2 separate regions of the Mus musculus genome follow, and region 2 is linked to region 1. Evidence: chromatin contacts called from public Hi-C data. All regions are on one chromosome and are shown on one strand. The core of a region is the stretch at or near the end of the contact, and the rest is flanking DNA. Distances in the headings are between cores, read along the strand shown. Region 1 has its middle 100 kb from the start of Gm41044. Region 2 has its middle 76 kb from the start of Gm41044.

Evidence for each region. Hi-C and Micro-C count contacts between places; a contact is called where the count stands out from the background.
Region 2: a contact with region 1 is called in a Hi-C map of bone marrow-derived macrophages, with 21 read pairs. The contact joins two enhancer-like sites. A contact is called at or near these places in 4 of 484 Hi-C or Micro-C datasets (bone marrow-derived macrophages, liver, macrophages and 1 more).

Annotation. Positions count from the first base shown.
Region 1 is chr13:101,907,435-101,911,505 of GRCm38.p6, reverse strand. No RefSeq gene overlaps it. Among named protein-coding and RNA genes, the nearest start is that of Gm41044, 100 kb to the left of the region's middle. Within about 2 kb of position 2,390, at least 31 of the 459 cell types and tissues checked have an H3K27ac peak or open chromatin away from gene starts, as enhancers often do. A contact at or near this core is called in bone marrow-derived macrophages, where this site is marked.
Region 2 is chr13:102,087,941-102,092,011 of GRCm38.p6, reverse strand. No RefSeq gene overlaps it. Among named protein-coding and RNA genes, the nearest start is that of Gm41044, 76 kb to the right of the region's middle. Within about 2 kb of position 2,256, at least 40 of the 459 cell types and tissues checked have an H3K27ac peak or open chromatin away from gene starts, as enhancers often do. A contact at or near this core is called in bone marrow-derived macrophages, where this site is marked.

The sequences.
Region 1 (4,071 bases), core at 1,141-3,640:
TAAATAGTTTAGCTTTTGCAAAAATGATAAATGTGTTCTATGTATGCCAAGGATGGTAGAATATTGTCCACACCATCTTAGACCAGTGGTTCTCAACTTGTGGGTTGATCCCTTTAGGATTGAATGACCCTGTCACAGCGGTCTCCTAAGACCCTCAGACATTACAGATATTTACAATATGATTCATAACTGTAGCAAAATTACATTTATGAAGTAGCAATGAAAATAATTTCATGGTCACCACAACATGAGGAACTGTGTTAAAAAGGTTGCAACCTTAGGAAGATTGAGAACCACTGTCTTAGGCAGACATGATAACCTAAATCCAAATTATTTGGTTCAGGGTTTGCAAACTACAGTCCATGAGTAGAGTTCCCTCTATTTGTTTTTATGAATAAATTTCACAAAATGCACTAATTTATCTACCTTTCCTGTGGATGTGAGGTGTGGGAGATGGCACCGTAAGGCTGTACACAAGCCACTGAGCTACATCCCTAGCCTTAGTAGGTGCTTTTAAGTTACAGCCATAGAACAGAGACAAGCGACTGTGGCTCAAAGAGCCTGAGCTATCCATTCTCTACCCTTTCGTACACTGCAATCCTGCTCCAGTCTGTATTCATGCCAAGGAGAACTGGCATGGAGACAACTCCTAAGCAGGAGCATCTTTTTCAGAGGCCCATTGCACAGTGAAAGCATACAGCCTCCTCTTCCAACTGTTAAGCAGACACAACTTATCATACCAAGCATGGGAGCCCATGCGATTGACAGACAGTAGACGGGACAGGCCATGAAGGCACTCCTAACTAGAATGCCTTCACTAGAGTTTTCTCTTTGTAACACTATTTCCATTTTCATTCCCAAGTATTTTTGAAGCCAAGTATAGAACAAAAGGAAAGTGTTAACAAAGTTTTATCATGTAGCAATATGACATAAATGAAGTTCGGAGTTGCCAATTGTCCTAGTTACTGTCTATTACTGTAACTAAACACCATGATCAAGTCAATTTACAGGAGAAAAAAAAAGGAATTTTATTTAGTTTATGGTTTTCAAGGATTGGAGTTCACAAAAGGAACAACTGAGAGCTTACATCTTGATCAAAGAGGGCAGGGGTAGTGGAGGTGGGGGGAGAAAGAGAGAGACAGAGACAGAGACAGAGACAGAGAGAGACAGAGAGAAGCACAAGCACACTGGCACAGTGGGAATCATATAACTGTTTTACCCTCCAAAGCCTGTTTCTAGTGGCACAATTTAACAAGACCACACCTACTAAGCTTTCCCAAACAGTTCCATGAACTGGGGACCAGATGTTCAAATATTTTAGCTTAGAGGGAATATTCACATCCAAGCTCCTCATTTCACTCCGTAGCCCCCTTAGGTTTTTGGCCATAATATAATGCAAAGTTTATTTAGCTTAACTTCAAAAGCTATATTCTGTAATAGTCTCAACACAGTGCCCTGAGAATCAAAGTACTGTCTTAATTGTAGCCCCCTGTAAAATCAAAAAGTGAGTTACATATGTCCAAATTACAATGAGACAGAATATACGTTACCTTCCCAAAAGGGAGGCGTTGGGGCAACATGAGGAAATCCTGGACCAAAGCAAGACTGAAACCCAGCTGGGCAAACTCCAAATCATACGGTTCTATATCTGATATCAGAGTTCTAGCTGGCTATCGCTTTTCCTACTGAGACAGGGTATGCATTGGGCATCATTTGCATCTTTTAAAATGAGAAAGGAATGTGTGTTTTTAATGTCAGGAAAGGATTCAACTTCACACTGTATGGACTGTTTCTGAAATCAGGATGGATAATTATAATTCAATCTGTCAGCAATGGGAAGTGAGAACTCTGTGTTCATGGGTTCTTTGGCATGTCTAGTGGCTTTCTCTTGCCTCTTTACTCCAAATGAAGTTGAATCTGCCATCTTGGGAACTCTGGCCATTCATATACACATATCTTTTTGGTTTAAGCAGATTCATTGATGCTTGATACAAAAATAGTAGCTTCACAAATATGTGATTTCTTGAACTTCAAGATAGGTGCTAACATCAACTGGTACTCAGGTGACCTCAGAGTGGGACACCCCTAACCACTGTGAAAGATGACATAGAAACCTAGTTTTGTTCTAGAAGTGATTGTTGACTACCCGGGTCTTTTTCTCCATGTGAGCAATCCTGTATCACATGATGAGTCTCTACTCCCAGGGGAAATATGCATTTGTCATCACAGTCCTGCTGTGGTTGGGGAACCATATGTGCACCAAGACTAAACTTGGGTTCCCTGGCAGATTGCCCCGTGAACAAAAGCAGAAATCCACTAAAAGGACAGGGAAGTTAGATTCATGACCTAAAAGGGGAAGATTAAACCAAGATGTGCCACGAACAGAGTGACGCTGCTGAAGTGGAAAGAAAGGTCAGGTGTCCTGGAGGTCAGCGAGACCCAAGGGGAGGAAGGACTGGAAATAAGCTGCCAGGGTTTGGATTCTAGCTTCATTACTGTGCATTTCTGTACATTACTGAAGCAAGTTAGCTGAGTTAGCTATGCTTCATTTTATTCATCCATTAAAAACATAATGAATAGTATCTATCTCACCAGGCTGTCTGCTGCATCAATGTTTGCTGCAAAGCCTTCATTAATAACAACATCAATATTGAAACTAGAATGCAAACTCTGGCATAAGAAGTGTAAGTCATTGTGCTGGATTGCTCAGTGCATTAGTCTAACAGGATAATAAAACAAATAGCATTGACTAAGAGGCTTATACAGAGAAATCCATCTTTTACAATTCCAGCCACATAAGAAGTTACACATCAGGTGTTGCAGAGTTGGTTTCTCCTGAGGTCCCCTCCTTGGTTTGAGGCTGGCTGTCCTGAGTTCATATAGTCATCCCTTTGACACAAATGTCAACATTTCTTAGAAGGCCACTAGTCGCACTGGTTAGAGTCTATCCTAATGGCCTCTTCTGAGCTTCACAGTCTCTCTGCTGGCCCTGTCTCTGAATACTGTCACCTTCTGAGCTACTGGGAATCAAGACATGGAAAGTCAAGGAGGTTAGGGCCATACCCATAAGAATCAGTTTCATTAAGCTAAAATTATGTTCCATTTATCCAAATGGCTCTAAATTGGCCAAACATAGGTACCAGTTTCAAACTTGGAGACAGAAGGGCAGTAGCCTCGGCCCTCTGGAGGTCACTGCAGTTGTTGAAAGCAACAGACGCTGAATGCCAGGGGGACCTAGTTTATTTACCCTGGCTCTCCTCTGATGCTCAGCCTGTATTCTACACTGGTGACCACCGGAAATGAGGCTGCCCCCTCAGCAATCATCACATACTTGAGAGCCACAGGCTTTCCCCACCCTTTTACCTCCACATTTCTATGTCTGGACGTGCCTGGCTTCTTGAGTGACTAGCTAGGAAGGCCTCTGATCTGTCCCCCAGCTTCCCCTCATTTCCCACAACTGTGCAATCTAGTTAGGAAGTACTTATGTTGTCCTGTAACTCCCAGAGTCACCGCTCATGTGACTGAACCCCGAGTAACACAGAAAGAAGAAGAGGGGGCCTTCCAAACCTGTTACTGAGAGCTATGAGAGTCCGAAAGCCTGCCGGTATTCCCAAGCCTGAGCTCATTCAAAAGCCCACGGACGCACATCGTTCCTCTTTCCATTTTGTTCTGATCCCAGTATGTTTCACAAATGGCTGCCAAGTAAAGGTTCCCGGAATCATAGTCACATCATCAAGTGGCGATCAAGTGAGGTCCCATAGGTGGTAAGCAGGGGTCACTGGCTCAGAATAGAGAACAAAGTTCTTAGAGGGTGCTTTCCAGGGAAAAAAAAGTGAAACATGTACGCAAAGTGTGAGAAAAGACTAAGCGTGGGTCACTGGTGGGAAAGTATAGAAAAAAACAAAACTTAACAAAGGAAAGGCATAAAAAAAAATCGAGGCACTTTTAAAAAGTAACTAATTTAGTACATACAAAAATCGGACGTGTATGGTTTTTTTTAATTACATTAGAAATTAGACAAGATATGTAATCAATCTAGCCCCATATTGAGAAGTGAAGGAGAAGTTTCAG
Region 2 (4,071 bases), core at 1,007-3,506, 180 kb before region 1:
GGCTGTACTTTTTGCAGGGATTAACCACTCTGTCATTGTAAATTTTAATATGGTGCTTTTCATCCATTAATCATACCAGTAGTTACAATGAGAAGTAAATAGTTACTGTCACAGAGTGAGCTGTATTGTGTCTGACCAAGAAATGTCATCTGTATCAAAACTTATCATTGTTTCTGATGTTATAGTATTGACCATACAAGACAGTTTCAAATACTATATGCACTGGTTTTCACGAAATCACTAATCAATGTGCTAAGTAAAACCATAAGGTCTGCCTGCACATTTGTTGGAAAGTGACAACTTTTGTCTTTGAAAGAATGTTACTTTAACAGATGTCAGACAAATTTAATTTAAAAAATTGAGATAAGCTTTGTGAAGATAATAGGAATACATTCATAAATATATTTGGGCAAAACAATATAGAGGGGTAGATGTAGGCAGAACTGAGAAAAAAGCAGAATCATTGAAGATAACTTCCCAGAAGCAAATCCAAAATTATTCAGGGAAGTTTGAGATCAGAACATAACTATTTGAATCACAAGTGCATTATTTATTTTAACTGAATGTGTGTGTGTGTGTGTGTGTGTGTGTGTGTGTGTGTGTGTGTGTGTGTGTGAGGGGGGCGGGAGAGGGAGAGGAAGAGAGAGCGAGATTCAGAAAGTACAAGAGAAGGCTTATAAGGATGATTGGGATGGATGTGTTTATGAGTGGGAATCCAGAGAATGGCCAGGGTTAACTGCAGTCTTTGGACTTCTAGATGGTTATGCTTATCTCTAGCAGAGTTCATGGGGCATACATACCTCTTGTCTTGGTGTTGGTGTTGGTGTCTGACCATTCCTAATTGTTGCTCACTAACACAGGTCATGATGGGCACAGTCCTGGTAAGGTCATTGTGTGGTTAGCGACAACAGCACACAATAATCCAGCTTCAAAATCAACCCTCTTGCTTAATACCTACTAACTTCCCAGCCACTTCTTCAGGTTCACTTGGCTGACCAGCCGATTTTCACCAAGAGGAAATGCTTCACCATCCGAGACAAAGAGGTGCACTCACAAACATCAGTCCTCCGCGCTCTAGCTCTGCTTTTATGGCAGACCCTTTGCTACACAAGAATGGTTGTCATAGGAATCAAATCACTTGGCAAAATTTAAAAGATCCATTGACTTAAAGAAAACCTCCTGGGCTATAAGCTATCAAAGGAAGGCGTTTTGCCATTACTGTTGCTAGCAATCTGCTTTTATTCAGAGTTGCCCACCAGTAGGCTGGCATCATTTTTAGGACAGATATCTGATGCCACAACATTTTCTCAGTGCAACACTTTTTCAAACAGAGAGCAAATTATTTTGCTTTGAATTTTGGTAAAGAGAATAGTAATGATTATAAAGATAACAAGGACAGAACTATTAGTCAGTGTTGTGATACGGTCCAGGGAAGAATGGTCACTCCTAATCCTGCCCCATGACATGGTATAGTTGTAGCATCACCAAATTCAGCTGCTACATGCTGGAAGACAGGCATGTTCTGGCTGTTTGTATTCTGATGGTAATTCTGCTTCAAGAGGGGCTGCCCTGATGAGGAGTGGAACAAGTACTAAGGTGATTTCATATGAAACTTCTCATTCTAACTGGTCAAATAAAGGCTACGGTCTGTGATTGGGCAATGGGAGGGAAAGGTGGGGCTGGAGATTTTAGAGAGTGGGGGAAGAGTAGGGAATGACAGAAGAAGGACAGAGGGCGGGAGAAGAGGTGAAAGGAAGATGGAGCAGAACCACATGGTCTAGAGAAGCCACAAATAGCAAGGGATCTCATAGCTGGGGAATAGGTTAGTGTAGTGGTGTGCGGCTTATATTATAACTATGTTATGTGTTTTTGCATGGGCTTATTGGGTTTGGGGATTTACTGCAACACAGACACATGTTCACTATGCATCAAAAATGACTGTGTAACCTAGAAATGAGGTTTAGATTCATAACTCCTATTTTTTAAAAGTATGTTTTCTTATTGCTTTTCTTATCTTTGTATAAAATTCGCCCTTCCGTTATCATCTGTTCATGTTTACAGAAGACCTAGGCCCAAAACTGTAACATGTGTTGCTACACAGTTCTAAGGAGACACCCCTGGTGACCTCCTTTTGTGGCAGCCAAAATCCACATGCTCATTACCCAGAACCTGCAGAGCAGTTGGAGGAGTAAGACTCGTTAGCGCAGTTGACTGTCTGTCCAGGGTGCACAAAGCCACCGGCAGGAAACAGGAAACTCAAACTTCGTTATTTGCTGGGGGAGGAATTGATTCATCATGAGTGCATCATCTTTGGCAGGCAGCTCTCCAGTCATCTTCTGTTGCTGAGGCCAAGCAGAGGAGGAGGGAGCCCGGGAGTTAAGGTGGGGGTTAGGAGATTTCTATAGGATTCATTTCCACTCACCTCCCAGAGGCCCCATGCTAATAAGAGCAATAATCACCATTTATGATTGTTTAATATATGCCCAGTTCCCAGCTAAGTGCTGTCTGTGCACTAGCTAACCTAATCTTTAAAACACCTCCCCCCACCCCCGGAGATAAGTATAATGAACTCCTTTTTGCACATTAGGAAACATAGACTTGGAGAAGTTAAGTAACTCGCCTAAAGCACACATCTGGCAGGTGTTGGAGTCCGGACTCAAATTCCAACCTCATCTGACTCCATAGCTCTATCCTTAATCATGCTATGTGACTACTTCCCCTGAAAATTAGAAGCCACTCAGTCTTGAAAAAATTAGAAAGCCACTCAGTCTCACCTTACAACTGCATAAAGAATCCCCTTTGTATACACATCTATAAATAACACATTGTCATCTAATTCACTGTCACCCTCCAATGAGGGGTGGCCACTGCAAAGCCTTATGTTTCTCAAGGTGAAACCCATATCACTCGTGCACATCCATTCTTTGGGTCTTTTGTACCCAGGAGCCATGAAAACTGCGTGTTTCTCCTTCAGTGGTCCATCACATTTACAAAGATGAAATGAAATTAGGTTTTTTATGTTACTGCAAAGAAATGCATAATGGAATTAATTGCAATCTCGGCATTTTTGTTTGTTTGTTTGTTTGTTTGTTTGTTTGTTTGTTTAGGGATAAAACAGGAGACGATAAAAATTAGCTTTTACATGGAATAACACCAGAAGCTCCGAGTCCAACCCTTACCTGCTATTCCCTCTGTCATTACTGTCAGGATTCAGGTTTCCCTCTTCTGATTCCTTTTCCATGTTAATGTGTAAGGATTGGCTGCTTGGACTAAGGCAAAAGTCATCTTTGGCACCTGAATTTAAGACTTACATTCACCATGATTACCTCTCATCTGCTGTCTTCCTAGTCACAACAGGCTTTTGCCCCTCAGAGTCATAAGTCACTTGTCTATAAAATAAGAATGACATCATTAACTTCCCAGAAATGTTGGGAGGATTCAATGAAACAAGAACCAAGGCTCCAGCATGTTGTTGGCACATGATAACCATGAAGACTTTTCCCATCATCCCCTGAAATCCATGCCATTCATTAGTATGTCCCCACTGGTGTCTCACTGCAGTCTCTTGAACGTCTACTTGCAATGAATGACTTTGGAGAGCTACCTTGGTGAAAGGTTGTGTCTCAAGCTCCATCGGACTCCTCCCTCACTACTGGAAAGCTGCATTTTTCCCATCGCCAAGTCAATATATACCTGTGCCCCTTCCTGAGGCCTCATTAATTTGCTGTAATTGCAAGGCAAAGTATATCTCAAGCGTGTGAATAGCAACACAGGAAGGCCTAGTACTACCAGCTTTGGGGTTTTCCCTAAGAAGACAGCCTCATCCCAAGGCTCAGCATCACTCTCAGTCCTGTGGGGAGCAGCTGAAAACCCAACCACTCTATTTTGGCTCACACTCCCATTCTTGATGAGAATCCATTAGCCCCTGACAGAAGTGTGGAAAAGGGGATTTACAAACAAGGGCTCCTACCTCATCAGCAGGTGCTTCTGGGGGAAATCATACCCAGGTGCCCAGAGCTCTCCTTAAACTGACAAAAAGCAGTACAGGAAACAAAGGGGCCAGGTGGCCCT